3 separate regions of the Zea mays genome follow, and regions 1 and 2 are each linked to region 3. Evidence: chromatin contacts called from public Hi-C data. All regions are on one chromosome and are shown on one strand. The core of a region is the stretch at or near the end of the contact, and the rest is flanking DNA. Distances in the headings are between cores, read along the strand shown.

The links. A called contact is a pair of places that touch in the nucleus more often than the background predicts.
Region 1: a Hi-C map of leaf shows a contact between it and region 3, with 4 times the contacts expected there. The contact joins the promoter of LOC100384098 here to the promoter of LOC100285726 in region 3. A contact is called at or near these places in 2 of 25 Hi-C or Micro-C datasets (bundle sheath and leaf).
Region 2: a contact with region 3 is called in a Hi-C map of tassel, with 2.7 times the contacts expected there. The contact joins the promoter of LOC100278739 here to the promoter of LOC100285726 in region 3. A contact is called at or near these places in 5 of 25 Hi-C or Micro-C datasets (bundle sheath, ear, leaf and 2 more).

Annotation. Positions count from the first base shown.
Region 1 is chr4:163,291,922-163,296,874 of Zm-B73-REFERENCE-NAM-5.0, forward strand. LOC100384098 reads left to right here and starts at 2,183. Exons shown (of 6, transcript NM_001321767.1): 1 at 2,183-2,959; 2 at 3,099-3,175; 3 at 4,504-4,561; 4 at 4,686-4,875. The coding sequence starts at 2,380.
Region 2 is chr4:163,358,627-163,363,406 of Zm-B73-REFERENCE-NAM-5.0, forward strand. It overlaps LOC100278739, which reads left to right and starts at 1,545. Exons shown (of 6, transcript NM_001151917.2): 1 at 1,545-1,700; 2 at 1,985-2,094; 3 at 2,580-3,070; 4 at 3,164-3,334; 5 at 4,075-4,192; 6 at 4,633-4,780. The coding sequence starts at 1,626. The coding sequence ends at 4,672.
Region 3 is chr4:163,119,978-163,124,405 of Zm-B73-REFERENCE-NAM-5.0, forward strand. It overlaps LOC100285726 (oligopeptide transporter 4), which reads right to left and starts at 3,011. Exons shown (of 6, transcript NM_001158617.2): 1 at 2,387-3,011; 2 at 2,165-2,262; 3 at 34-612. The coding sequence starts at 2,938.

The DNA of each region.
Region 1 (4,953 bases), core at 933-3,432, 170 kb after region 3:
TGTTTGTCACCATATGGAAGGTTATGTGCGAAATCGCGCTCACCCAGAGGGTACAATCATGGAGGGATACACTACAGAAGAAGTGATTGAGAGTTGTATAGATTACATCAGTGACGGAACAATGATAGATGTGCCTGTACCTAAACATGAGGGTAAACTATGTGGGAGAGGGAGAATGGGCAAGAAAACTTTTCGCGTTGAGGATTACAAGCTAGTACATTGTGCTCATGGTAGTGTACTACAACATCTCACGATAGCTGAGCCTTACATAGAGGAACACCTGGATGAGCTTCGTAAAGAAAATCAGAACCGCACAGAGGACTGGATCATGAGGGAGCACAAACATCGTTTCAGCGAATGGTTAATGGACAAAAACATCCCATTCGGAGACTCTTTGGAAGAGAAAACAATGAAGAATTTGGTTTCTGGGCCATCGTGTTTTGTGACATCATGGCAAGCATATGACCTCAATGGGTACACATTCTACACTAAATCAAAAGACATGAAAAGTGTTGCACAAAATAGCGGTGTTCGTATCGATGCTTTTGACCTACATGGACAGAAGACCACATATTTTGGATTCATAGAGGAAATATGAGAACTTGATTATGGCCCAAGCATGAAAAAACCCTTATTTAAGTGCCAATGGGTACAACATCCCGTGGGGGTGATAGTGGATAACTACGGACTCACACTGGTAGACTTAAAGAAAGTAGGATATAAAGATGACCCGTGGGTTCTCGCCGAATGTATTGCACAAGTGTTCTATGTACTCGATCCAGCAGATGAGAAGATGCATGTAGTTATTTCTGGAAAGCAAAAAATTGTTGGAGTTGAGAATGTGGGAGACCAAGATGAAGAATACAATAAGTATGAAGAGATGTTCGTCTTTAACGGTCCAGAGAGAATCAAGCGTGTGGAAAAGAAAATTGATAAGAACTTAAAGCCATACATGCGAAAAAATGGTAGTTCATGAAAAATTGTATGAATCAAATTGTATTTGTTTTCATGTATGATCGACTATGAATTGTGGTTGCCAATTAATTTAAAATCTCTCTAGTTAATTATGTGTGCTATTATAATTCATTTAAATTGTATTTGCATATTTTTGTTAAAAATTAAATATTAATTTATTTAAATTGTATTTGCATATTTCTGTTAAAAATTAAAATATTAATTTATTTAAATTGTATTTTCATATTTATGTTAAAAATTAAAATATTAATTTATTTAAATTGTATTTTCATATTTTCACAATCACAGGCGGTTTTCTAACCGAACCGTCTGTGATGTAAAAAACCTACCGCTTGTATAGAGCCAAATTGTACTAGTGCAGGAACAAGGCGGAGAAACGGCGCCTTAATAGGCTTGCCGACGCCATCATACAGAAGGCGGAGGGAGCCTCGCCTTCAACACTTGTGGTCGTCGTTGACCAACTGCTAAGATATGTTCTTGACTTAGCTCGTGGACGACTCGAGACACAGCTCGACTGGGCCCAACTCCGACGTCGACGAGGCCCTGGAAAGAATCTCTTTCGTGGCAACACCACCACAAAATGACAATGGCAAGTGGGGACAATGAGTCCTCCAACAACAATGAGGCGCCCTGAGGTCTCTTGCAGTCGCTGTGGTGTCGTGAGTTGGGAGAAATAGAAAAATGAAGGGTTTAGGTTTAATTACGCTTAAAATGGAGGGGACTGTTTTTAGCTGCTTTTAGCTGGTGTGGGTTAGTTAGGGAATGCTGCTCAAAGTGCATTATTAGGTGTCCATTAACAGAGCGACCAGGCACATATAGCCTGAAAAGGGAATGTTACCTCACCTTTTGCATTCCCTCTCCCATAGCGCGCGCGCACACACACACATCCCTATCGAAAGTGTAATTCTCCCACACTAATCTGCCCAAGAAACACCCCCCAAAAAGCGAGTGTCTGGAGAGGGGGGGAAAAGAAGAGAGGCTGGAGAAGAGAGAGGGAGAAAAAGAAAGGTGAAAGCAAAGCAAAAGGAGATGCATGGTGTGGGAGAAAAGACCAATATATATGTTCCTCCCTAGGGCCTAGGCCACCTCATCCCCTAGCTCGCCGCCTCTTTCTTCACACGGCAGGGCACACTGCTATACACAATACAAATACAAACACACACTCCTGTCCTTTCTACTCCAAGTTTCATTCCAAACCCTCCCCCCTCGCTCTCGACGCCTCAGCTCCTCCCCCTTCTCTCTCAACTCCTGCTAGCTCTCTCTCACACACACTAGCCGGCGGCGCTCCTCAATTTTCACACTTCCTAACCACATCAGGCGCACACCTACGCGGCCATACCCTCCTCCACCGATCACTTCTCGGCAGCCGGCTTCTCGTCCTGCATCCCAGGAGAGATCGAGAGAATGGAGCTGTTCCCAGCGCACCCGGACTTGCAGCTGCATATCAGCCCTCCCCCAGCCACGAAACCAACGGAGCTAGGGTTCTGGAAAAGGGCTCTAGACACCACCCCGACAGCAACTACAACGGCCGCGGCGGCCACCACGGCCCCCTCCCTCGCCTTCGCGTCCTCGGCGCCGACAGCCGTGGGGCACCACGCGGCGGCCGGCGCGCACCACAACGACCACCACCATCAGGTGCCGACGACGAGCTCCCACTCCCACCTGGTGGGCCTCCCGTTCTTGCACCACACCCAGCCCATCCTCCTCCCGGAGGGCCGCGGCGGCGGCCTCCGCCGGGACCTGGCAGCCGCGAGGCCCATCCGGGGCATCCCCGTGTACAACGCCTCGCAGCCGCTCCTCCACTTCCTGCAGAGCCACACGCATTGCCACGACGCGATCGTCGGCGCGGCCGGGCCGAGGTTGTCCCCCAAGGCCGCGCTCCGGCTCGCGGCGAAGCGGGGCGCGCGCGCGCCCCGGATGCGGTGGACGACGTCGCTGCACGCGCGGTTCGTCCACGCCGTCGAGCTGCTCGGGGGCCACGAGAGTACGTACGCGCCGCTAGCTCCTTGCCTAGCGTTTTAGCTAGCTAGCACGTCGTCGCTGCTAGCTAGCCGGCATGCTGGGTGAATGGTTGCGTGCCGACGACGACGATGCTTATATATATGCTGCCTCTCTTTGTGCAGGAGCTACGCCCAAGTCAGTTCTTGAGCTAATGGACGTGAAGGATCTGACCTTGGCCCATGTCAAGTCGCACTTGCAGGTGAGGGGGGAACAATCGACCAGCTGTATGGTTAGCATTACATGAATTATATCTGTCCTTGTACTCTGTGTGTGTGTGTGTAATGGGTTATTAGCAGAGGTAATAATTAATGTCAGCTAACGAAGAACCTAGCAGCTCTGATAGCTTTCATTCGTTTTGCATTGTTGTTCTTGCACGGACTTTGTTCTATATGCTAGCTACTCCTAGCTACGTATGAATGTCGTTCATCCTCTCTAGCTCGTTAACGTACACACCTTAACTGTTCTTTGTAGTGGTATTTCTTTATTCTATCCTAAACAAAAGAGCAAGACTAGAGTACTAGCTATATAGACCTCAATATGCAAGAGAGACAAAAGCAGTGCGTTTTGTACGTACTTATTACATACAGGATATATACCAGCAACAAGCTATACACGTACACTCTCATTTCTTGCACGATAAAGTTGACCTTTATTAATTTTGTCCACGGTCTGGACAGTTTTCACTGCTTGTAGTACTGCTGCCTGCTATATGGTACAGCTAGCTCAAGCTCATGCATGCATGGAATAGTATATAGTAGAGAGAGAGTCGTCATTTTACACTTTGGAATCGAAAGCAGTAAAAGTTTCTCTCCCGGCCGTATCACCATTCACCACCACCCCCCTGCATATCTAGCGCGATCGATGCTAGGTCTCGAGCGATCGACATGCCCCACACCGGAAGGAGGGACGATCAACTGAGCCGGCCTGGGGAATGAAGGTCATTGGATGGCATGGCGGCCGGGCGGAGGCGGAGCGCATGTCGATGCGTTGCTGGCGGTGGCCGTGGCGGATCGATCGGACGGCCATCGTCGTCTCGACGATCGATCGATCCGCCATGCGTACGATGCGCACACGCAGGAGGAGGAGCAGGGAGCAGGCGAGCAGCAGAGCCGCAGCAGGAGGGTGGCAAGTACAGGCAGCGCCCCGCATCATTCCGCAATAATGGATCTTACCCTCGGAGCTGTGCCGCTGCTGCGTGCTGCACAGTAGCTGATGGAGCCATCAATGCTCCTCCCCGCTAGCTTGAGCAGCCTTATTCATTCATTAGGTACTTGTTCATTTGGCGGCCCTGCTTCCTCTTGTAGACTAGCACACCCCCGGCCCACTGACTTTAATGCACTACTACTACTTGCGTAGTTGGATACGTACTACTGTACTAGTACTACAGCTACTCCTATAGGCGACAGCTCAGTCAACCCTGCCAGTTTTTTTTTTTATTTTTTTACGCTTGATCGTCATTCAGCAGCACGTAGTATAAGTACATGCCACCATCGTCATCCTTGGATTTCTGTCTGTTCTTGGCCGCAGATGTATCGCACCATCAAGACCACCGACCACAAGCCAGCTAATTCTGCTTCATCCTACGGTATGTACGGTACGGTACGAGTACGACGACGATCATGCTAGCTGCTACGTACGTACACGTATACCGCTAGGTGTCGGCGGTAACTCATCAGTGGTCAATCGATCGAATAATGTGTATTTTGCAGGGCAAGCAGCAGCCGCGAAACCGGTCATCGACATCCCCGACCCCGACGACGACAGCCTGTTCGACCTCATCACCACCAGCGCCGGGTCTGATCAGTCGTCGTCGTCGGCTCAGCACTCTAACCCTGACGGCGGCGGCGGCAACGAGCATGGCTCCAGCATGTGCGCTCTGTGGTGCAGCTCCTCGACAAGGTACGTACACAGATTTGTATACATCGAGCATCTAGCTAGCTTTCTAGTATGTTCAGAAGAGGTATACTGCTAGCTAGT
Region 2 (4,780 bases), core at 295-2,794, 240 kb after region 3:
TAAGTAACGGATAATACTACTACATAGAACAATCCAGCAAATTGAGGTGGTAGCAGCTACAGCCGCTGAGGCTCTTCTTGTTCAGGCTGTTGATAAGAAGCAGAAGCAGAAACCCTAGGGAGAATCTATGGCCGACGGGTGGGCGGTTGGCTCAGACTGCACACGCAGCATGCAGCAGAGGTGGAGAAAGGCTTGGAGCAGTAAAAAAAAAACTACTCCTACTACACAGAAATGAATGATGAGGCACTCCATTACGCTATGATTGGGGAGCACCCCAAGGAGAAGCAACAAGCGATCGAGTAGAGTAGAGGCGTGGCAGCAGTATACCCTGCCTGCTACCTAGGGAAGCGACAGGGCGCAGACGCAACAGTAGTGTGGCCGGCGACGGCGAGCGAGCGAGGGAGGGAAGGAGAGGAGAGGAGAGGACGGAGGTCTCATCACGTCAAGCGAGCGCGACGCGGGCAGAGTGCCGGGCGGTAGGATGGCAGCGGGCGCTGTGGCCTCGATGAAGGTGTCAGCAGCAGCAGCAGCAGGATGCGGCAGGACGCGCAACGCTGCGTTGCCGCCCAATGCAATGCGGATACGACCGCTCCCTCCTCCGTGACCGTGACGGCGACCAGACGTGCGTGCATGCTGCATGCTGCTCTGCATCCACCCGCCCCCGCCCGGCATTGCAGGCCCCAACCCCTGTCCTTCTTTTTCTTCTTCCCTCCCCCATGCACCTGCATAGCCCATAGGGCAATAGACGCCTCCCTCTCTCTCCGCCCCCACACTTTTGCAGTAGAAGAGTAGAAAACCTTCTTCCTTTCCCATCCAAGCAGACATGCATGCATGTGTACAAACGTCACCTCCTGTGCGACTCGTATTTTTAGACAATGCAACACTTCCGCAGATGAAACAGAGGATAATAAGTAAACATAAGACACGCTTGACGTGACACTGAGCAACTGACTAATAACCACCATCCTCTCAGTTCGGAAACTGACCACCGCCCCATTTTCGGCACTGTACGGACGGACGGACGGCCGTGCTCGCCTGCAGCAATGTAGTACGAGAGAGAGGAACAAGGAAGACCCACTGGATCATGGATGTCCACGTGACCATGTGTCCTTGGCGTCGTGCTCGCCTCTCCTCTTTTTTTTTCGCGCGCCACCATGACACGACGCGTTGCTCCGTCCCTTGGTTCTGCAAACACTGTTCTTCTTCTTCTTTTTTTTTTTTGCTTTTTTAGGGATTCTTTTCTTCTCTGGCGGGTTGCGCCGGGACACGTCACACTCACAAAGTCACAAGGCCACAGGAACCACAGGCCTCGTCGCCTCGGTCGTTTTATCAGTGGCCCGTTCCGTGTAGCGGCTGAACAATCGTGGTAGAGAAGGTCCAGGTCCAGTATATGAAGACTCGATGGCCCGACTTAGTCTGCTGGACCAACCCATGGGCCTCGTATTAATGGGCCCAAACATGGGCTGGCCTGCTGGGTGCAAAGCAGACGTGCGGTTCGCGAATCGGGAATGCGCCTTTCCGTTTCACTCTCCTCGAGAGGCGGCGCTGCTGAGGACACTAGGCCCGACCGCCCGAGGAAGGAAGAGAAACCCGCAGAGGGCGATAGAGGTCAGCGCGATTCGGAGATGGGCATGGGCGACGAACTGTGGGACGACTCGGCGCTGGTCGTCGCCTTCGACCGCGCCATTTCCACGTTCAATGTATGCTTGCTTGTCTCCCGGTTTCTCCGTTCCCGGACCGCTGTCTATCGCCGACGCAGCTGCTAGTTTGTGTTTGTGTGTGTGTGTGTGTGTGGGGAGGGGGCTTTGACAGGCTACTGTCGGGGGGTGTAGGCGTGGTTGGGGCTGGGGGTTCTGGATTTGGGTGGGGATGAAGAGCTGAGGTTTTACCTTACCGGCATCGCGACTAGAAATTTATGTACATTCGACTCCTCTCTTTGCAAAAACTTTTGTTTTGCATCGGGCTAATTGTTGATGATTGGCAGGAAATGCATTGCAAGAGCAGGCGAGCAACGCCAAGTAAGGATGCGAAGAAGGAACACGCTGCTGCTCCTGCAGCAGAAGAAGAGCCCATTACTGCTGGAGCAGTGGATGAGTGAGTATATATACCTATGCTTGTAGCTTCATTCAGTAGTAAGCTAGTTTGTTCGCTTGTGCCTATGCTATATCCAATCCAAAAGAAAATGAAGTGTTTTACATGATTATTAAATTGTGTGATTTGTTAGGACCGGTACAATAAAAAAAGGGTACCCTGTTGAGAAATGGCTGTTCGCTGTTCCCATATTTGTTTCCACTGTTCTGTTTGGCATTCACATTTTATTTAAACTGCTTCGACTAATGCTTTGGGACGACAGTGCCATGCAATCATCAATTACTTATGCAATTTGTAAGAAACATGAGTGTTATGGATTATATTCTCTAAGGACATCTGCTATTTTGTCTACCTGATATTCCTAATGGTTTGGCCATGCTCATTTGTCCTTTATGTATCCAATTTAAAATTCTTGTGCTATTGTATCGGCGCTACATTCTTCCAAGACATGATCGAGTTTAATTTCATTTCATTTGTACATTTTAAAGGTGCAGAGAGGAAGATGACAACTGTGACAACGCACAGACAGTTGAGCAACAGCAGCCCTCTGACGACAGGCAGACAGTTGAGCAAGCTTCTCTTCAGGAAACTGATCCAGGCAAAGAGACACATGTTTCAGAGGCTAAAACGCTCACAGCAGATGCTGATGGAAATTTGAGTTCAAGCCAGCAAACTGGGGAGTACAATGAATTGCTGAGACAATACTATGAGCTTGAGGAGAAGAGTCGGAACATTCTTGAGCAACTTCAACAAACAAACTCTTGGAATTATCAGGCACCAGGATATGCTTCTACAACCCAACAGCAGCAAGTTCCTGTCTATAGTGCCACAGCACCAGACCTTCACTCTTCCACCACTCAATCATCATGCTGCAATTGGAATGTTCCCCTGGTATCTGTCTACTGCTGTTCAACTGGCCAACCAAGTGGAGGTTCTGCTTATATGCCACCTACTGCTGGCTGCAGCGCAACATTGACTTGTAGGTGCCTAGTTTGGGCCTTCTTCATTTGTTCATAAGTATTGTGCCTATTCCATTGCATTTAAATAAACTACATAATATGATTCTTTTCAGGTGATCAATGCCCAGATGCAAACAGTGCATACCCTAGCGTTTCAAACTTCATGCAGGTCCCAACAAATGTATCTATCAATGATGATCAAGTTGCTAAGGCTGCAATGAAGACTGCTGAAGGTGCCTTCAATTTTATGAGAAGTACGATATCTGGACAGCCTGGCGCCCAAAGTAAGTAATTTCTTGTTTGAAGTAGTGTTCTTCCGCAAACATCTTAAAACATGTTCCCAAGAATAGCTAGTTCTATGAACGTATTGCCTTTATGTTATTGTCACTGGAGAGAAATTTGAACAGATCTTTTGCCATTTTTGCTTACGTGGCATACCATGCTCGTGTGCCACACTGGAGCTCAGTCTGCGAGGCAGATGAAACGTCTTTCCTGCCCCTGACAGCTGTAAGGTGTTGCGACCTATCATCCTCTCTAAAAAAAACTCGTCCAGTAGGGGAAAGAAGCTCAATCGAAGCCCCGAAGAAAGGTCACGCCTCCGTGCAGCATGAGGGTCTGCCCCCTATATGTCAGATCTTTACTCGTGCTTTGATTCTTCCCAGCCTCTACATGAGGATCCGCCCCCCGTACATGAGGATCCATCCCACGTGTGCACACCAGGGGAACCAACAAATAATCTTTTTTAACCTCGGTTTGAAATTGACTGCTACTGGGATTCGAACTCAGGACCTGAGGAGTGCTACTCAGACCACCTAACCAACTCAGTTAGAGGCCCTTTCTGACATGTCATCCTCTCTCCACTGCTGCGTTATTTATAATGCTGAATAGTTAAATTTCCTACACATCACACATAAGAAGAATAAGCCAACAACTCACAGCCCTTGCAATACCAATCGGGTGAACTCGCGCCAGGTAATGCACATATATACTTTGTCTCACTGCTCACCTTTTGTCCTCAATATAGGAAATGAATCTGATACTGGGAAGGAGGAAAGCACTGATATGGGCACAAACCTGAATCTTGATAGTGATCTTGCTGCTCTCTTAAATTCATGGTATGCTGCTGGGTTCTACACTTGCAGGTAATCCTTAACCCTCGAACGTTGAGTTTTCAGATTGCAGCGATACCTTGTTCTTGTTGGTCTCTGCATTAATTTCTTTATTTCTTTGCTAACAATCATTCACACGTCTCAGCACTTGTACTTGTCCCTACATTTTGGGTGGGTATGCGTTCACTTGTCTCCGTTATCATCGTATAAGGCGATTCTTGCTTTTATTTCATAAATAAAAGAGAGGACTTATTTGCACTTATTAATTGAATTGACTGACTGATTTACCTAAACTGGTTTGGAACGTCAGAGCCCCAAAACCATGAAGTTCCCAACTCGTAAAGTCCAGGTTTCGAAAACTGCATTGCACCAGTAATTCTATCAGTTTAATATTCAGCGTATGACACTTGATTCTTAATGCCCGTATATGACACTGTATGTCAGCATCAAGAATCTGATATGTGTGTTTACAGGTACCTCACGCTGCAATCTACGAGAAATTCCAGACCGTAGAGTGCTTTGGCCGTCTTGAGTTTTAGATGTCTGGGGAAAAAAAAAGCAAATCACTGGGTGCGCGTGTGTGCCTTCAAGTACGAATATTCTGCTGGAGTTTGTCTACTG
Region 3 (4,428 bases), core at 1,761-4,260:
TGCTCGTGGATCAACTGGAGATGCCATACGTACTTTCCATAGAAGAGCCCGACATGAGTGATGGTGGCGGCAATGGTGGCGAAGCTGAAGCCGTAACTGAGTGCAAAGAACACGCTGAGGCTGACTTTGCCGTTCTTACCATAAGCGTCCAGGTCAAGCTCAAACCGGTTGTTCACGATCGATTGGACGTCGTAGCTGCTGCCGTTCGACATGAACAGGTGCGAGGAAAAGATGGGGAACGTCTTGGCGCTGTACAAGTCAAACCCCCAGTACGCTGCAGGCATGATGACGTAGACGAAGAACACGTAGCCAAAGAAGATGTTGGCGGTAGCGAAGAAGGGCGAGATGAGGGGGCTGAAGAGGAAGGAGGAGACGGTGGACCAGTCGAGCGTGAAGGCGCCGAGGCCGAGGCCGCTCATGCCCGACCCCAGCTGCTGCGCCGTCACGGACCTGGAGAAGACCCAGCACACCCACGAGATGGACGTCAGCGTCGGGAAGAGGTAGCCCGGCACGGCGTACCAGGCGAAGCTGCACGCCAGCACCACCAGGAAGAACTTGGAGCGAGAGATCTGGCGCGAGGCTTTGGCGGATTCGTCCTTCTCGTGCAATGCCCTAGTTCAAAAAAAAACAAAAAAAACGAAGACACGTGATCAGTGGTACTGTTACTAACGATCATCCATTTTGAAATCACTTAACAAAAAATTAGAATGATAAAAAAATGTGTCTTTTATAATTATCTATTTCATATAAATGTTAATGCTATTTTTTTTATAAATCTAAAAAAATGAGTTGATCTAAACATATAGGATTAGATTATCTTTGGGTCAGAGGTAGCACGTTTCAGTTTTCTCTGCCTCGCATTATACTGTATGTGTGTGCAGCCGACAGTCTCTGAACTGATCAGCTAGCAACCTAGCATATATGATCTCGGATCCCTTCGCAACGGCATAACGTAACCACTAACCTACATGGTTTGTTTAGTTCCGATTCCCATCCAAACCCACAGCATCTTCTCTCTTTTTTTATTTGCTGTCAGTATGTAAAGCAAATCCAAGTTGGAGCCCATCGCGCGCGCGTATGGGCAGGATCAGGAAGGCTGTAAGCATGTGCAAGTGCAACTGTGCAAGGCACCTCTGCGCCTTCCCAAGGCACGAGCAGTGAGCTTCTGAAATCCAATCCACCCACTTGCCGACTCGATCGCACACACACAGGTTCGTGACAGACATGCAACGCAGCTACAGTACGCAAGGTCTCCGCCCCTGGCCTGCCCCTCCAGTCTCCTCCTCTCGGTCAGAACTCGCAGAGGGTAACGTACAGGGTCGTATTCGCGCAGAAACCATGCAGAGTGTTGTCAAGAACTGTCAGAAAAAAAAAACGAGGCGGAAAAAGACGCCCAATCGCTGTCCCCGTGGACTTGGGAGTCCATGGAAGAAGGAATCCAGCGAGGGAACGAACGCTACGCGCGTGCGTGGGGCATGCATGGAGCCAGAAGGCTGCTTTGGCCTCCTCCACTGCGGTCCTTGTCATGGGGACTTTAATCATTGGCGCGTGGGGGCGGTGGGGACATGTGGTCACAGGTCAAAATTTTCTTTCCAGCCACTGAACGGTGTAATAGTCGGGGATTCCATGATGATCTAGCATGTATCAGCGCTTGGGCAGCCAATCCATAACCCATCACTGAAGCACAGCCGCAAACGGGAGGGAGTAGCATGTGTTTGGTTCCAGTCTTCCAGAGTGCACTAGAACAAAGCCACTTCACTCTTAATTTGTTGTTGTTTGGATTGATTTTATATACGAACTATTAGAGATGATCTTATTTTAGTACTTAGTTATAGGTTAATAAATACTAATAATACTCATGCTCTGTGCAAAGCTAAAAAAAATATATTTACAGGTACTGTTAGACTAGATGCGCTGTGCAAACCTACGGATGCGCACGAGGCGCCAATGCGTGTGCAGCTGTAGGATTTACCAACCGCAACCAGAGGTGAAGAACAGTAAAATTTAAAAATGCCAAATAACGCGTTGGTGGTCTCGCGGCGCGCGCCTTCCGAAAATCCAACCACTAACGTTAACCAAAACCCAGCTGAAGAACGCGGCAGTGAAATTTTACTGGAACCCAAGTAAAATAGCGTAATAAGGATTAAAAAGTGTGGTGGCTCACCGGAAGAGGGAGACCTGGACGAGCGTGCCCGGCCACCACATGTGCGCCGGCTGCACCACGTACTTGCGCAGCAGCCCTGCCCACCCGTACCCGAGCACCTTGAAGCCAGCGAGCCATTGAAGCGAGAGTGAGAAATTCCATGCAGTTAATTAACTGTCAGCTAGCTGATATATATGGGGGGGATGAGAACGATAATAGAGCTGGCCTGGTCGTAGCATCAACCTGCGTGGTGACGACGAGGAGCCAGGCGGTGAAGAAGGAGATGTGGCGGTGGTAGAAGGCGCGGATGATGTCGATGATGGCGACGGCGTAGGCGCTGCCGTTGCCGAACGCGAAGCCGGCGTTGGCGAAGATGGAGATGAGCACGTGCTCCTTGACGTTGAAGGGCCCCGGGTTGAGGCTCCACTCCCCGCCGCCCAGCAGCGCGGGCGCCCGGAACCTGGCGCGCGGCAGCGCGCGGGCCATGAAGTGGCCCAGCGGCAGCGACGCCACCTGCACCGTGATCTGCGTCACGATCAGCGGCTCCGTCCGGTACGAGAAGAACTGGTTGAGGAAGCTCATGAGCGCGCACGACAGCAGCCCGATGCTCCACATCCGGAACGTCCACACCGGCAGCGACGGGTCGTCCGTCGACGGCACCGTCAGCCGCACCTGCTCCACCGGCGAAGTCTCCTCCTCCTCCTCGTGGCCGCCGAGGACGATGCCCTCCTCCTTGCCGCCGACGCCGGCCTCGGCCTCGGCTAGGCCGCGGTGGTCCGTGCCTATCTCGCCCATTGCTCGTGATTGCTTTGCTTTGGGGTGAGCAATAAGGAGAGAGGCGCGCGCTGTCTCGAGCGTATATATCGAGGCTTTGAGTTTGAGCACGGTGACGCTGAGTTATCGCTAACAATTTTGATCGACGACTGGGACCGGGAGGGGCGTCATGCCGTGCTTCCTAGCCCGTGCTATCTGGCCGCCATTTATGACGGCGAAAAAGAAAGTGCTGTACTCCGGCCGTATTGTTCACTGAATGGGAAATCCATGGAATCTCGTACTGATTGAATCTTTACTTGTCGATATCCAGATCCTTCAGCCTTTTCTCCATGTGAAGCCACAGTGTGCCAGCGAGCTTGCCGCGCGCTAGATCACGAGACGTAACGGCGCGCAGTGGTTCGACAGGCTCACGCGGGACCGGGGCAGGCTTGTAGTTACTCCACACAAATTATTACTCGTAATATAATATTCCCATCCAAATTAACTATTTAAAATCCACACCGCTCTCTGGCAAATGTAGGAGATCCACCCCTTTCCTATCCGCTTGGAAGATACTGGTACTACGTTGGGCTACATTGCTAATGAGTAACTTGTCCAGTTGTGTTATGTCAGTCCCTAAACTCTTAGGGCGCACACGAGCAACAATTGACCTATCTAGGTGTTGTTTGGTTTGCTGTCTAACTTTTCACAGTTGTGGTAAAAATTTTCTCCTTCTACGTAGGTCTCACTCATCGATGACCGGTAAAAATGTGGCAAGATTCCTTTAGACGTGACAAATTGTGGCGCATAATTTAAGCGTCTAACCTTAGACATCTTAGACAAGTGTGGCATGAAATTGTGTGGCAATTTTTGACATCATAGGTATAGAACCAAACAACCGCCTAATTTTTTTATCTCGCTCGCGTCACCCGTTCGACTCGGGCAGCTAAAGAGCAACTACTTAGCCTAAAGCCTCCAGCTTTTATTTGGTATCTATTTCTCCATCCAAACTTGTTGAAAACATCGACATCCATCCTTTAGTGGAGTTATATCTTCCTCTTTGGATAGTTCAAACCATTGCTTGATCCGGTGTATACCCTTTTGAAAATGACCTGCAAGAATGACATAGATAGAAGCGGCCTTTTCAAAACAATGTCATTTCTATCCAACCAAATTGTCTAATATAGAGTTGCAACCCTTATTAAAATATGATCTGTAAGCTTAGAAGAGAAAGTCATCAACCAATAGCCAAACATATGAGCTACCATAGTAGGTGGTTGAATACTGAAGACAACAAAAATTGAACTCCAAAAGGACCTTGCGACATGACAATCAAAAAGTGATGTTGAACAATTTCCTAAGAGCTACAAAAGCAACACTTAGTGTAATCATTCCTCATGGCCCGATCCTTGATAATAAAATAGTTAATATGGTATTCAAGAAAAGTTGAATTATCAGAAACCAATTTATGAATAGAGACAATTTTTGTGGCTTCAGGAATATAAAGAATGTTGTCTATATTAAGACTATGA